Regions from separate parts of the Zea mays genome. Here region 1 is linked to region 2. The links are chromatin contacts, called in public Hi-C maps. All regions are on one chromosome and are shown on one strand. The core of a region is the stretch at or near the end of the contact, and the rest is flanking DNA. Distances in the headings are between cores, read along the strand shown. Region 1 holds the start of LOC100282903 (dnaJ domain containing protein). Region 2 holds the start of LOC103653436 (RNA-binding protein 25).

Region 1 (3,004 bases), core at 204-2,703, 390 kb after region 2:
GTCAAGAATCAAACTGGCCCTAAGTCAGTATTAACACGCTTTGGCCCTAGAAACAGTTGCAGACCAAAAGAATGGCAAAGTAGGTTCTGTACCTAGATTTCTGCAGAGCCTCAATAAACAAAGACAGGTCAAACCCCAGCCTCACAATATGAAAAGTAAGTTTCATTATAAAAAAAAAGTGAAAAGTAGGTTCTGTACCTAGATTTCATCTTGCTTCATCTTATCAGGACAATGAGTCCAGAGGGGAACAGTTCTTATCAGCCAGTAACCATATCCTAGATTCACCAAATAAAAAAAGGGGGGGGGGGGGGGGTCGCAAATAGGGCTGGGACACAGGTGACTAATGGTTTCCCAAGGAGGTAACATTTGTGGATATCACAGGCCAAATTGTGTCTCGACATTTCTCTTATCTCACAGAACAACAGAGTTGACCAGAAGAAATGATTTTTGCAGACTATGTGGAGGTTTTTACGGTCAACAAAAAGGTGGCATGATAAATTATTCACATAGATTGCCTTCGGAAAACTACTGAGCATCTTTTAGGCTGAAAGAAGCTTATTTGGTAACAGGAGGTTATACACTTAGGGGGTGTTTGTTTGAGATTATAATCTATCCAGATTATATAATCTAACAACTTTTGAACTAAAAGTTAGTTCAAAAATTGTTGGATTATATAATCTAGGTGGATTATAATCCCAAACAAACACCCCCTTGTACACAAATCAAAACCTTCTCTATCAGTATCTCTCTTTCCTTTAGGATAATGTTCAATTGTTTTTATTTATTCTGAACCAGATAAACTAAAACATACTTGTAATGCTAATGCCTCCCGAGTTTAGCTTCCTAGATAAGCAAGGTAGCAGCTACGACATTAACTGGGTCTACGGTTTCTCCGTCCTTACCGCTGTCGTAGCTGCCGACGCCGACAGAGAGGCTCCCGCAGCACCGGGGCCGTGTAAGGGGCGCGCCTCTTATCCCCGCAAAAGCATCCTCCGCAACAGCTCTGCAAAATTCACCCACGACGCTTGAACTAATCAGCACGTGGAGGCGAAAACTAACAACTGGCTAGCTAACACGTCAATAGGATGGAAATGAGCCGAGCGTACAGATGGAGGGGCCTCGGGGGGCGATGCAGCGAGCGGACGGTGAAGGCTGCCTGGTTGAAGGCGGCGGCGGCTTGCATATCCGCCGCCGCGACTACACGACGTGGCGGGGTAGGAGTGGCGGTGGGGTGGGGAGGAAAGCTGGGTGCGATGGAGGAGGCGGAGGCGGAGGCAGAGGCGGGGCGAGAGCGGCGAGAGGGGACAGGAGAGGCGTGAGACGGAGTAGTTGCCTAGTTGGGGATCGGATAGGATGACGATTGACGGAGAATGGAGAAAGGTGGCCGGCCGGCGGCGGCGTGGTTGGTGGGTCCGTGGGTGCGAGTCGTAATTTTAAGGAACAATTGGATCTATACAATTAAAAGATCCAAACTTTAGATATATACCATGGACCTCATATGTCATTGACTCATGTGGACCCACATGTAAGTGAGATAGTAATGGTATGGATCCAAAGTGGTGATCTTTTAATGGTATGGATCCAAATTTCCCTAATTTTAAATGGACTAAATTGAGGACCGACACATGAGAATGAGCCCTGATCTGGCCCACTAAGGCAGGCCTTAAATAGTCTACAAATTGAATAACTTGAACGTGCGCTAGATATGCATACCGTACCGCCAACTTAAAAACGAAAAGATCTTTCAAGTAGTTTATAATCTATATCTATAATCTATAATCTATAATCTATACTATATTTAAAGCATCAGTTTCAACGGACGTCATGCGTCATTTTTTTACAAATAACCTCTCACATCTATTTCAAATTAATCCGCTGCACGTCTATAGATGCCAAACAACGTCCGATACGGGCTACATGCACACGAGCCCAACTATGACACAGCCACGTCATGTCGGCCTACTAACTGTGTCGGGCCAGCTCGTTAGCCCATCGATCCATTTAATTAAACCAGCGTAACGACGCCCGATACGGGCTAGATGCACGCGGGCCACAACTATGGCACAGGCACGTCATGCCGGCCTGCTAACTGTGTCGGGTCAGCCTGTTAACCCGTCGATCCATTTAATTAAATCAGCGTAAAATGTCAAAAAAACGGTGCAGGAGGTGGGGTTGAACCCATGCCCTGATGGAAGAAGAGCAGGAGACACTGAGTGAAACTGTCTAACCAGTAGAACATCACACTAAGATGTTTTTAATATTGAATATAAATTGTATATAGGTATATACATTTTTTTTGTAAAATAAAAAAATAATCGTGTCGGGCCCGGCCAGCACTACGGGCCGAGACTACAGCCCAAGCACGACACGACGTTCTTGGCTCTTGCAAGCATTAGGTCGTTTATGAGACCACATTGGCGCAATGGACTACATGATGTTTGAGGTTGCTGAATTGGATGAAGCATCAATGATTTGTCACACTAACAACAAAATGAAAGTTTATTTGTTGGTTTTAAACGTTAGTAATTGCTATAAAGTAGCATAATTTATACGGAGCACATCCAGTTTTTATTGATGCCTGACTTTAGCAATCACTCCATATTTTGATCTATCTTTTTTATAAGTTTGACTTTATGGGACTTATTTTAGAAACTTGATCTCACAAACTTTCTCTTATTTGGTCTATGTATGATAGAATTATGTCATTTTATAATCTCTGTTCATTCAGTCAATCGTTGTGAACTCTCTTATAATCGCTCACTTCATTGGCCGTGTTGTACCAAGACATATTTGTATGGAGTAAACAATGACATCACTTAGCCAAATCAAAAAATATATTATACAGAGAGCGGAGACAATCAATAAAAAATCTTGAATTTTTTTTTGATGTATAGTTTACGTGGGTATTGTTGTAAGCCGTCGCAACGCACGGGCAACCGACTAGTATACTTAAAGCACCAGTTTCAACGGTTGTCACGCGTTATCTTTTTACAAATAACTCCTC
Region 2 (3,151 bases), core at 632-3,131:
CTTGCCAACATAAACTGCGGTTGGCGGTTTATCAGCCAGCATAACAGCTGGAGGAGGTGGACGGGCAGTCAGGGCTACCAAAGGAGGAATAGCCCGGATCCCAGAAATTATTGGTGGTCGTTGAATTGTCACAACACCAGGTGGCGGCATTGGACGTGGAACAAAACCTGGACGAACCATAGGATACGGTGCAGGATAACGAGGCATTCCTGCAGAGACAGACAGACAACACCTATGCAACCACATTAGTAAGTATACCAACGAAGTAAAACACATAGAAACCACATAACACATATAAAATCAGAGAGTGTAGTCATGTGTAAACAGAAGATACCGAAAGCCATAAACAAATAAGAGCTGACTGAATAGATTAGCAATATCTTGCCAGTTCAGAATACCAGAGTGAACATCAACAGAAGCAATATTTTGGTCAAACGAAAAGGGACCTAAACAAAACTGGCCTTACCTCTTAACCTCATGGACAGGATAACATACTTGTATTGGTTATTTGAGAAACTTGGTATAGCTCACACCATTGTAATGCACTACTCAGGTAATAAGAGCTCAGGCAAATATGTCACTACTTTACACTTCTTATCAAAAAAATGTATATGAAACCATAACAAAAGGATATGGCCGGCATATGAAATTAAACGGCAGAAAATCATGATACCTTAGCAAGTTTTCGGGACAACCCAGAGCTGAAGCATCTAAGTGCATAATGAAACTGAGCCTAATTAAGCAGTGAGACGAGCTAAAGCATGTAAATCAATTAGACAATGTAAACAAAACCAGTTCAAATTCAAACATTCGGCATACCACACTCAGTGAGGGAGCAAATGATCTACAGCTTCAGTTAGAGCTGCAGAATCAAACATGAGCCGGCACCTCTCGCTGTGGGGAGTAATGGCTGGCACGACCACCGCTGTAGCAGAGAAATATCCGGACATCGTTATCAAGCGAGCGGATCCCAGTTTCTCTAACTCTAAAGCACTAGCACCACACTTCTAAAGTCTAAACGCTAACCAACACCCTCCCCATGTCCACTGCACAATTCCTCTCAATTCTCCCGAACCCCACAAAGAGATCCTCAACATCGCAGCTCATGGCACACCTTGAAGGTTCAGACTTGAGAAATAACACCGGATATAAAATAGTGAGCGAGGCATAGTTTCGTCATCGTTAACGAACTAACTAGTACCAAGTCGCGGTGTCGCAGAGGTTAACGGAGTTGGACATCAGGGACCCACCAGGATGGGGGACCGCAGCGCCCTGCTGCGGCATGTATGCTCCCGGCTGGGGCGGTCCGTACATGACCGGCGGCCGAACGGAGCCCGGAGGCATGACGACGGGGACGCCCGGCGGCTGCATCGGCGGCGGCATCGGGTAGCCCGGGTTCGGCGGCAACGCGCCGTACTGCGGGACCTGGTGCGGCGGCGGTGGCGCAGGAGCACCGAGCGGGCGGAAGGTAGCGGCGAAAGAGACCGGAGCTGGGGGCATCGGTGGCGCAAATGCCGCCGGAGGCGCGGAAGCGGGGGCGGGGGGCAGGTTAGGGTTTGGACTAGGCGCCGCGGGGCCGGGCGTCGCGGGGTTTGGCGGGGTGGAGGTGGCGGCGGGAGGCGGGGTTAGCGTCGCGGCAGGAGTGGCGGCTGGGGGAGTGGCCGGCGGCGGGTCCATGTTGTCGGGCGGAGGCGCGACGGCAGCCATGGTGGTAGGGCGGAGCCGCCAAGGAGACGGTGGTTTGGTTTGGGTTCGAGTTAGAGCACGAGGAGACCGGTTGGGTGATCAAAGATTGGCTGGTGGATCGACTGTTCCGAGCCGGATGGAGAGGCTCTGGATGCGCTGTTGGGCCTTGGCCCCGCTCGTGAATTAGGCTGTCTCCAACAATATCCTGTAAATTATTCTGTCCCCTACATATAGCGTTTTCTTTCGTCCTGTCTCCGCCCAACAACATCCGCTAAAAGGTCCGCTAAAACTTACCGGGTGCTCGCCGTCCGCTAGGGGTGTGTTTGGTTGCGGGACAATCAGGACAGGGACGTTCCTTCACGTCCTCTTTCGTCCCTCTAATTTTGAGAGATAAATAGGGACAACACTGGGATAATCTTGTCCCAACCCTTTACCCTGAACCAAACAACCTTATTTGAGGGATCGTCTCATCCCACCCCGTCCTATTATTGCAACCAAACACACCCTAGATGTAGCGCAGGAGCGGTCGTTCTCTATACGCTGTGTGATTCTTCTTCGGCTTTGTTTAATATTTCTTTGCTGTGGACGATCGGCCCATGTTGCTTCCTCCAGACTTTGATTATCATTTCTTTGGACGACCGTACGCATATCTACACTGTTTGGTAATTTATATCTTTAAAAGTAATTATTTTAAATATTTGAATTAAGGATTTTGGCACACACGAACGTGGCAACGAACAAATATATACATAAATTTCCAATAATTTGTTAATGCTACTATTGAAAGATGAGTAATTTGGCTATAAATTTTTTTGACAAGGTTTTTCTTTCATAAATTAAGGTGTTAAATTTTTTATAATAAAAAGGTGAAAAAAACAAATAAAAACTAAAGAAATGGAGAAAAGAAAGTCTACTGTAGCTTTAGAGGACCAAATTTAGGGAACGTTGTTGGAGATTGAGAAGATATAGAGGACAAAAAATTTTAGAGAGTGCTGTAAAGGACAGAGAATATTCCTTTAGAGGACGAAATTTAGGGGACGTTGCTGGAGACAGTCTTACGGGCACCCTTCATTCATTCATAGTAGTTTACTAGATGATGTCTGTGCGTTGCAACAGGTATATAATATCACAATAAATATGTGTTATATTGTTAGAAGAAAATGTTTTATAATTCATTTATAATCCTAGCCATACATAAATTTTGTGATAGTTAACATATGCGTTGCAACGATATATATAATAGACGACAAAATTTAAACCCAAATCTGATTAAGGAGAGTGCATCAACAGGTCACTATATAATAGAAACACTGGTACATGTAGGAACAAATAAAGAACCGTGTATAAAAGCAATGTTTTTACCGAAGGATAGGGAGCATCATTCATCTCTTTTTGCTACGTGATATGCACCTACATCATGATACATATAATGAGTAGAAAGTAGCTGTGCGTATATAGTTGCATT

Evidence for each region. Hi-C and Micro-C count contacts between places; a contact is called where the count stands out from the background.
Region 1: a Hi-C map of leaf shows a contact between it and region 2, with 7 times the contacts expected there. The contact joins the promoter of LOC100282903 here to the promoter of LOC103653436 in region 2. A contact is called at or near these places in 3 of 25 Hi-C or Micro-C datasets (ear, leaf and tassel).

Annotation. Positions count from the first base shown.
Region 1 is chr4:81,282,467-81,285,470 of Zm-B73-REFERENCE-NAM-5.0, forward strand. It overlaps LOC100282903 (dnaJ domain containing protein), which reads right to left and starts at 1,454. Exons shown (of 5, transcript NM_001155809.2): 1 at 1,107-1,454; 2 at 903-1,003. The coding sequence starts at 1,183.
Region 2 is chr4:80,894,133-80,897,283 of Zm-B73-REFERENCE-NAM-5.0, forward strand. LOC103653436 (RNA-binding protein 25) reads right to left here and starts at 1,882. Exons shown (of 7, transcript XM_008680338.3): 1 at 1,251-1,882; 2 at 1-209. The coding sequence starts at 1,707.